Linked DNA regions of Gossypium hirsutum: region 1 is linked to region 2. A link is a contact called in public Hi-C data. All regions are on one chromosome and are shown on one strand. The core of a region is the stretch at or near the end of the contact, and the rest is flanking DNA. Distances in the headings are between cores, read along the strand shown.

Evidence for each region. A called contact is a pair of places that touch in the nucleus more often than the background predicts.
Region 1: a contact with region 2 is called in a Hi-C map of leaf, with 2.2 times the contacts expected there. The contact joins the enhancer-like site here to the promoter of LOC107909211 in region 2. A contact is called at or near these places in 2 of 34 Hi-C or Micro-C datasets (both in leaf).

Annotation. Positions count from the first base shown.
Region 1 is chrD08:20,000,011-20,005,369 of Gossypium_hirsutum_v2.1, reverse strand. No RefSeq gene overlaps it. Among protein-coding and RNA genes, the nearest start is that of LOC121220633, 4.5 kb to the right of the region's middle. Within about 2 kb of position 2,894, at least 5 of the 9 cell types and tissues checked have an H3K27ac peak or open chromatin away from gene starts, as enhancers often do. A contact at or near this core is called in leaf, where this site is marked.
Region 2 is chrD08:19,720,236-19,724,935 of Gossypium_hirsutum_v2.1, reverse strand. LOC107909211 (CBL-interacting serine/threonine-protein kinase 21) reads left to right here and starts at 2,360. Exons shown (of 15, transcript XM_016836673.2): 1 at 2,360-2,815; 2 at 2,949-3,011; 3 at 3,094-3,165; 4 at 3,259-3,366; 5 at 3,460-3,531; 6 at 3,634-3,687; 7 at 3,838-3,963; 8 at 4,043-4,132; 9 at 4,211-4,336; 10 at 4,406-4,513; 11 at 4,604-4,700. The coding sequence starts at 2,654.

The DNA of each region.
Region 1 (5,359 bases), core at 1,645-4,144, 280 kb before region 2:
TGAAAGAGATGAAGAATTGATTTTTAGAAATGGCAGATAGGACAAACACTGAAACGAGTTAGGGATTTCACTTAGGGATTTCAGATCAAAAAAAATGGAATTGGGGCTGGGAGCGGGGATATACCCCAAAAACTGGTCTGTCATTAAAACGACGTCGTTTCATGTAAATACATTTGTGGCGCTTACAAAAAAACGCCACTAATCTTATATCTTTTTCTGGCGTTTTGAGAAAAAAACGCCGTTGACAATTAAATTGTCAAAGAAACGACGCCGTTTTGTTTTATTTTTGATTGGATCTTTGTGGCGTTTTGCATAGAAACGCCACTAATAATTCAGTTGTTATAATATTTTATTTCTTTTTATTTATAATTTTTATTTTTAATATATTTCTGATTTAATACATTATTTTTAATTGATAAAATTTATTATTTTTTTAATTTTATACAGTATGAATAATTTAAATATTATCAACATTAAAATTTATAAATTATTGAAATTATTAAAATAATGTATTCCAATTTTAATGACATATATATAATAAGAAGTAAAAAACATTTTTGCGGTGTTTCTATAAAAAAACGCCACTATTGTATACCTTCTGTGGCGTTTTTCATAAAAACGCCACTAAAAATCAAATTCTTGTAGCCAAACGGCGCCGTAATTTTAAACACATTTTTGCGACGTTTCTAGCCCAGGCGCAACTACTGTAAAAAATTTCCAAATATTTAATAATTTTAGAAAATTAAAATATCATACAACAATATGACAATATTATTTTTAATTCTATTAAATGGGAAATTTGATTTTTAGTGATGGTATTTTTATTAAAATTTAAGGTAGGAACTTAATCCGTATATAGTGTTTGTATTTTTCTAAAACTTCAATTTAAAAATTTAATTCGGTGAAGTCAGGTTGTATTTTTCAAAAATACTAAATAACCTAAACCCTAAACCACAACCCTTATCCTGAAAACCATCAACCGTAAAATCTATTCATTAGACCTTAAACCCTAAACCCTTAACCCTTAACCCTAAATTGACTTGGACCCTCTTATCCCTTCAACCCTAAATCTTAAACCTTTAAATCATAAACCATGACCTTTAACCCCTAACACCTACACCCTAAGCCCCAACCTCAAATGAAAAACCACAAACCATAATACATAAACCCTTAACCATATCCCCTAAACCTTCAATCATAAAACATTAACTATAAACCTCTAAATCCCTAACCCTTAACCCTAAACACTTAAACCTTAAACCCTAACTATTGCACCATAATCCCTAAACCCCTAACTCAGCCATATTCCTTAAACCCTGAATCATAGAACATATATAAACCCTAAATCCTAAACCTTAAATCATAAAACATATATAAACTATAAACCTTAAACCTCAATCCTTAAACAATAAACAATAAACCGTAAGGCCTAAATCCATAATCCCTAAACCGCCAATGCGTTGAAAGCTCAACAAAAAAAAATATTGTTTTGCTTAACAATTTACGACGTTTTTAAAAAAGCGCTGCTAATTCTTGAATTTTGCGGCGTTTTTTTAAAAGCGCCACTAATGTCTCTAAACCTCCACAAGAAAACGATGCCGTTTGCTTAAATATTTTTGCGGCGCTTAACATTAAGCGCCGCTAATGTACCTAAACCTTAACAACAAAATGCTGCCGTTTACTTAAAAATTTTTGCGGCGCTACCGTAAAAGCGCCGCTAATTATTGAATTTTGCGGTGTTTTTAGCTAAGCACCACTAATATCTCTAAAATCTAAAAAAGAAACGTTGTCGTTTGCCTAAAACTATTACCGCTAATGCTTGACATTTGCGGCGTTTTTAGCAAAGCACCACTAATGTCCCTGAGCACAACAGAAAACAATGGCGTATGCTTAAAACTTTTTGCGGTGCTTCAAATGATTGACTTCAGCGGCGATTTCTTTAAAGCGCCACTATTGTGTCTAAAACTCAATAAGAAAACTACGTTGTTTGGTAAAATCTTTTGTGGCGCTTCAGGAAAGCGCCGCCACTAGTGTCCCTAAAGACGGTGTATGCTTAAAACATTTTCCGGCGCTTCCTCTGAAGCGTCGCTAATGATTGACTTCAGCGGCGCTTTCTTTAAAGCGCCACTATTGTGTCTAAAACTCAACAAGAAAACGACGTCGTTCGGTAAAAAACTTTTGTGGCGCTTTGGGAAAGCGCCGTTAATACATGATCTTTTGCGGCGTTTCCTTATAAACGCCACTAATGTCATCAAACGCAAATCAAAACGGCGTCGTCTGTTAATCAGTTTTGTTGCGCTTCTGTAAAAGCGCCGCTAATGCTTCACTTTTGCAGCGTTTTGTTTAAAGCGCCATTAATGTCTTTGAAGCTGACCAAGAAAACGGTACCGTTTACCTAACTCTTTTGCGGCGCTTTTGGGAAATCGCCGCTGTTGCTTATAATTTGCGGCGTTTTTTAACACTCGTAGCTATTGCTCGGTTTTTTGCGGCGTTTTGTGTTAAAACGCCACTATAGACGCCGCTAAAGGCCTCTTTTGGTGTAGTGAGTCTTACATCTAAAAGTAACAAATATTATATTATATATATATATTTATAAAGAGAGAGAAAATAGAAAATATATAATATAACAGTATTTTATTTGTTATATAATGTTTGCGACAGTATCCAACTCTTCGAAATACTATCAAATTTACATTGGGCGTCTTAATTAATACCTATAACACTCAGAGTCCCATTTTTGACGAAATCATTGATAGCAATATAGGATGGGTGATTGTGGATGAATATTGATTGTGTTAGATGTGGGGGAATTGGACCACAGACACAAGGGACGCTGGTGCACGTGAAGGCCATGAGGGGTTGACCCATCTCCATGCCTGAACCCCGGCCCCTTGATAGCTACCGCACATGCCACTTGCGAACCCGATATTTTTCACCCCATCTATCCCCAACCAATCCATCACAACAGAGAAACCAAGAAATTTCTTCACTCCAGACGAGGCCTTTTTTCACTCTTTAATCCACAATGAAAAACCTACAATATTAGCTTCAATCTCCAATATCCTCTTGGTGGTTAACCTGTTATAATCAATGTTGTTGATTATAAATTGTAAAATATATCTTTTTCTTTCCCCAACATAAATTATATTTTGCAACATGAACATAATAAAAATTTGTTCCAAATTCTAATTACATAAATGTATAACTATGTTAGCTTTTTATTTTTTTTTCTCATAGATGGAAGTTTGTATTTGTCTCCCTTTCACTTTGTTTCATAATTCACATGATGCTTGTTTATATGTACAGTATCATTTTTGTTTCCATATTAGTAATTAAAGATCTTTGAAACTCACGAAAACGATTTCTACTGTTGTGAAGTTTCATCTTTCTAATGTGATAGCTGTCTTTTTTAAGTTGGTCAACCTTGCTATTTAGTCATGCTTATCAGGAGAGGGTTACTTTTTTTTCCCTATTAATGGCTTTTTTTCATGTGCAGAATCACGTTCAAGTATATACTATCTTTTATGTATATGATTTTATAATTTAATTTAATTGGATGATCGATTATTAGGTTGGCCCCAACATTATTAATTGTTGGAGTGTTCTGTACTTAAAATAAGAGTGGAATGAAAAACGGGGGTGGGAGGGGGGGGGCAATTGTGAGTCCATTTGAACGTGTGCGTTTTCACTGCACTCAGAACTCCCCTCCAATTCTCTCTTAAGTTCTTCTTGAAGATTTAAATCGAAGGAGATAATCTAAAGTTATTTTTCAATCTGAGAATTAGTTTTTTTGTTAAAGGTTGACCGAACTTGGAATTTACGAACATAGAGCATAGTTTTGTCTACTCTATCCTGTCTATACATATCGGAGTTGTCGGTTGCTTTCAGAAAATCAAAATTTAGGAACTTGGAAATGCATGGTCCTTACAGAATTGTAGCCACTAGTTCTAAACTCTTGCAATTATGAAATCGAAATATCCTGCCTAAAATTTTAGTGGATTTTTCCTGAAATCTCAATTGTTCAACAAATCGCCTTTTATGTCTTAAGACAACTTTAATTTTTATACATGGATCCAAGAAACAAGACATGAAAATGGTGTCGGAAAATAGCGGATATAGCCAAACCCACTAACAATCCATTGCTGGCATGTTTTTTAAATTTTGATACCAATTCCAACTTCATGGTTGTTGGATATATCCTTTTAAAAGTTAAACATAGAAGAACAAAATACTATTTTCAAAATACTGGAGCAGAGCAAGCAAAAACTAGAAACTACTCGCTCCATATTTGCCTTTCTGATAAAAACAACACCCCCTCCCCTTCCCCTTCCACCCTTCCCCTCGGGCTTTGCCTACACTGTTGAAGAAATGAAAAATTCTCTGTTCAAAGTGGATCAATTTAAAATTTATCTAACAGTTAAAATTTTACCATCCCTGCATGGAATGCACTTGCATGGATGAACAGCAATGAAAGCAGGCCATGGAAATACTAGACTCCCTTCTATGGTAATGATGAATGTATTAAAGATATTGATGTCGTAGAATTTGTGTTTATTAATAGTTATAGAGACTTTAATTGTATGTGGTTCAGTTGTTACATGTAGTGTTCAAACATCACTCGGAACAAATTGTAGTGATAGTTGAAGTGCAGTAAGTTTTGTTGGTATTTATGACTTGATTTATCATTTTTTTTTATTTTCTATCAACAAATTATCATTGATATATGCTTCAAATGATTATACTTTTACTAGAAAGATTCGCTTGATCTTTGGCCATATATGAGAATGAAGAGTGTTTGATGGGAAGCAAAATTTATCCTTATTCTTTAAAGTCTTTGACTTAAGTCTTATTCGTCGGTAAAGTCTTATTTGAATATTGCTTATTGTTGAAGGCTTTGTTTCCCTAGTCAAAATAGACATTTTTGTGTAAATAATTCCTTTATTTTAAATGTTGATTTATCTACTCAGCTACTAAGAGAAGGTGCTAATCTTAGCCTATAAATAGACTACTTCGAGGCTTCTTGGTGAGCATCCTTTCGAGTGCTTATGTGAGAATTTTCTTTGTTTTCAATTTTATTTAATGTATATTGTTGCACTATTGTATTTAGATCTTTCTTGAAGAGTAATAATTGATAAGTGCTAAAATTAACATGTTTTAATCTCATTTTTAATGCGTTTTTGGGTGATTATTCGTTGTTAATTATGAATTTTATGTTCTCAATCCTTTAAATTCATGTTTTTATACTTAACAGAGAATTTGAGAGCAAAAGGAGTGAAAACTAGAAAATCAGAGCAAGCTACACGAGCCACACAGGATGACCCATTCCACAAGGCTGTGTCAATTTCGTAGATTTGCACTT
Region 2 (4,700 bases), core at 1,111-3,610:
AAATACCACATTAAATATTTTCAAAATATAAAAATCACGTTAGACAAATACAATACCAAATAATAGATAATTTGATATATTCAACATTTTCAGAATACAAAAACAGCATTAAAATACTAAGTATCAAATCCCAAAGTATAATGTAATGCATTCAATACATACCCCCATAAGTCCGGCTCCACGCCTGATCCTATAAATCTAGATCGAATTTGGATTAGGAAATTTTAGTTTCGATCTGAGTTATTTATTAATTAAAAAATTAGTTAAATTTAATCATAGAAATATTTTTCTGAAATTGAATGAATAATAATTAATCAGAAACAATTTTAGAAAAGAAAACTTATCCGAGTTTAAATATAGTTGACCTTGCATAATTACGAATGAATATGTATATGAAGGATGAAATTCAAAAGCCGTAGCTAACTTTCATACCACACCTACATCCAAAGAAACATTGTGAACCTCATAACACCAACCCGATCAACCTGCCCACCCGTCAGCCAAACATCCTATGACTTGGGCTTTTGAAGAGTCGTACCATGTGATTGTGATCGTGCATGTTAACTCCTTCACAATTTATGGCTGCCGTTCTCCACCCCTAGGAGCTGTCTTCATTTTATGTTTTTGAGCTGTCCCTACATCCTTATAAATTTCAAGGAAATCTCAAATGTGGCTAATATTATTCCTCGAGAAATGGGTGTAGGGCATATTAGTATTTTCAATGATTTATGATCAGCTTGGTTGTACCCAAAAAAAAAAGCATCCATGTTCTGTTTACAAAAAATTCAATTGATAATACATTTATGATTACCACCTATATCATAATCATAAATCTTTTTTATTTACAAATTCAAAATAGAAATAAGAACAATTTCAAACTATTAATCAATCGAATAATATGAGAAATACGTTGAATATTTGACCGAAAACATGAAAGAGGAATTAAATTAAAGTAAAAAAGGAAATGAAATCATAGCAAAATGATGTGGTAATTGGGTTATTTGTCCTATATGCGCAAATCAAAATCGGACGGATCTTTACTCGAAGTAGAGCATAAACCTAAAAAAATTGAATAAAAATTTGATGAAACCCATTCAGAAACAAGAAAATGACATCGTGATTCGAATTGAATCCCAATAAAAAAATAGATGAATGAAAAGTTTGTGCGATAAGTTTAGCGAATTTTTTCAATATTATAGATTATAGGAAAACGGGCCAAAACTAACTAATCAATCATATCCTGTCGCACTGGAAATAATATTCTATATTAGATTTCTTATTGCTTTTGCTGTCAAATCGCCGATTATACCTTTATATACGTGGTTATTGGATACCCACGGGGAGGCCCATTACAATACTTGTATGCTTCTAGTCAGAATTTTATTAAAAATGGAACCATATGAATTAGTTCGGATCAATAAGGAATTATTAAGCCATGCGCATTCCATATTTTCTCCGTGATTGATAATAGTGGGTACAATGCAAATAATTTATGCAGCTTCAACATCTCTTGATCAACAGAATAAAAAAAAGAATAGTCTATTCCTCCGTATCTCATATGAGTTTTATAATTATAGGAAGTGATTCGATAACTGATACGGGACTCAACGGAGCTATTTTACAAATAATATCTTATGGCTTTATTGGTGTTGCATTTTTTTTTCTTGGCAGGAACGAGTTATGATAGAATACATCCTGTTTATCTCGACGAAATGGGCAGAATAGCCATTTCGGTTCCAAAAATATTTTCGATGTTCAGTATCTTATCCATGACTTCTCTTGCATTATCGGGGATGAGTGGTTTTGTTGATTTTGAAAACTGAAATGAGCAAAAGAAAATATAATTTTGACAGGGGTCTTGTTCATGGCATTCAAGTTAATCCTCCAAGTTCTATTGATGCCTTCTCTTTAGAGTTCACAATGATCGAATCAAAAGAGTTGGGCTGGTCCTGAAATGTGAGAAATGTGATCGGAATTAAAAAAAGGAAAAATTCATTATCAAATCTCGCACCAACTACTATATCTTATGATTGAGGATTTGCATAAAAAGCAGTGAAGAAGAAAATGACGAATACCGAAAACAAAGAAGTAATGGTAAGGCAGGAATAAAAAAATTCAAGTAGAAATATAAAAGATGGGGAGCACATTTAAATCATGGCAGTTCTAATCCAAGACCAAGTTGAGACTAAAGATTGGGAAAATAAAAGCACGCCAAAGAAACTGTAGGTTTGACACAACGGCTAACTTCCATTCAATTTCAAAACACGCAAACTTCAGTCTCACCAACCAGCCGTCTCATCTTCCCTTCCATGCAATGTGAAGCTCAAGCAAAGTTTTCAACCACTTCATAGGTTGAGGACAATATTATTACACTTTAAGAATTATAATACTTCTCATATCTATTAGGCTTTTTAAGAACACGCAGACATGAAAGTAGCCAATAAAACGCATCTGTTACGACCTTCCAACTTAAGCCAAATCAGATTTGTTTTTACAACAGATTTGAAGCATACAGGATACAAGGAACATCTTCAAGGAGTTTAGGAGGAACAACTGATTGTTTCTCTCGGAACAGGGGCAAGGATTGAGATTGCTTGTTTTTCTGAGGCTTACAGGAGAAGATTAGATTTGACTTTCGTTTTCGAAATATACTATGGGGCTTGCAACAACTATAGGTAAATATCAGCTAGGTAGAACTATTGGAGAAGGTACCTTTGCCAAGGTCAAGCTGGCTGTGGACACCACCAACGGTCATCACGTTGCCATCAAGATTATCGATAAGGCCATGGTGCTGGAAAGCAATCTCAAGTATCAGGCGAGTATCCAGCCTTTGCTTTGTTATATGTCTTCTTGTCCTCCATCCCCGGCTCCAACCTGACAAATATACCAAAAGATATATATATATATATATATATATTGCAGCTAACAAATCAATACTCAAATTTCAGGTACAAAGCGAGATACGGACCATGAAGCTTCTACATCACCCCAATGTTGTAAGAATACATGAGGTATGTTTTTGTTTTCTGGATTGATCTACTGGTACCAATTCTTGCACCCTAATATATCGTTAGAGGTGAATTCTGGTTGCAGGTTATTGGCTCCAAGACGAAGATATACATAATAATGGAGTACATATCAGGAGGGCAACTTTCAGACAAATTGGTAAGACTTGTCAGACTGCACCACGGATTCAATAAAGTTTTGGTGTAAAGCTTTTCAATTTACAATTTTAATCCTTTTTCCCTTACTATACAGTCTTATGCCAAAAAATTGAGTGAACCAGAGGGAAGAAAAATTTTCCAGCAATTAATAGATGCAGTAGACCATTGCCATGGAAAAGGAGTCTACCACAGAGATCTAAAGGTATGTCTAACATACAGTTTTTCTACCTTCACAAATGAGCAAGGAAAGGTCACTTAAACCAATTAACATTTGGAACCAATCGTTTCTATACAGCCAGAGAATTTGCTTTTGGACAGTAAGGGAAACCTTAAAGTAACTGATTTTGGACTGAGTGCTTTGAGGAAGGTAGCCACAGCCTTTCTATTTACTTAAATAAATTTTCATCAGTTCTGATTAATTCCAAACCATTATTGTGGAAATTTGGCTAAAAGTTCACGTGAAGTGCAGCCAGGAGATATGCTAACTACAGCGTGTGGCTCGCCATGCTACGTAGCACCAGAGGTAAGACATATCACTTCCTGTTCATTTGTTCTAAACTGTTTAAATTAACAAGAGAACAGAAGTACGTAGAGAATTATAGACCAACAGCTAACTGTTCTTTAAGAAAGCAATCTTACCAGATTAGGCTGATGATTCATTTTTTGGTGATAGCTACTTGCAAATAAGGGCTATAATGGAGCAGCTGCTGATATTTGGTCTTGTGGTGTCATCCTTTTCGAACTACTTGCTGGCTACTTACCATTTGATGATCGTAATCTTGTTGTTTTATACAAGAAGGTATGCATCTGCATATAGAAAAATAACCTTCATCAGGTACAATAAGGTACCTTTCGCTGATGTTTCTACTTCTGCGAAGATATCTGGAGCACAATACACATGTCCGCCATGGTTTACAGGACCTCAGAGGAAGCTGATTGCGCGAATACTTGATCCGAATCCAAAAAGGGTATTAACTCCAAGACAATCTATGAGATAAGATTTCCAAATTAAAAACAAAATAATAATTTCTCCTTATATTATACAGAGGATAACAATTCCAGAAATCACTGAAGATGCATGGTTTCAAACAGATTATACGCCTTCGTGCGGCTATGAATACGAAGAGAAAATAGACCTGGATGATGTTAGTGTCACCTTCGATACAGTTGAGGTAAAGTCTGTAATTGGTATCAACAGAAAGAGTTTCAAGCTTCATCTAAACATCTAAAATACCATGCAGGAACAAAACGCAGAGATGAAGACCCAGAAATTCTCAAATTTCATAAATGCATTTCAATTGATAGCAATGTCACATGATCTGGATTTATCAGGTCTCTTTGAAGGGCAGGCAAGTCTGTTAAATCAAAATCAACATTCACAACAGACAAGTATTCTTAGTTCATTCCTACATTAAGTAAACTATTGTTTTCTTACACAGGATGGCAAAAGGCAGAGAACCACAATTGGATCCAAGCATACAGTTAATGAAACCATAAAGAAAATAGAAGCCGCTGCAATGGATGTGAGTCTGTCGG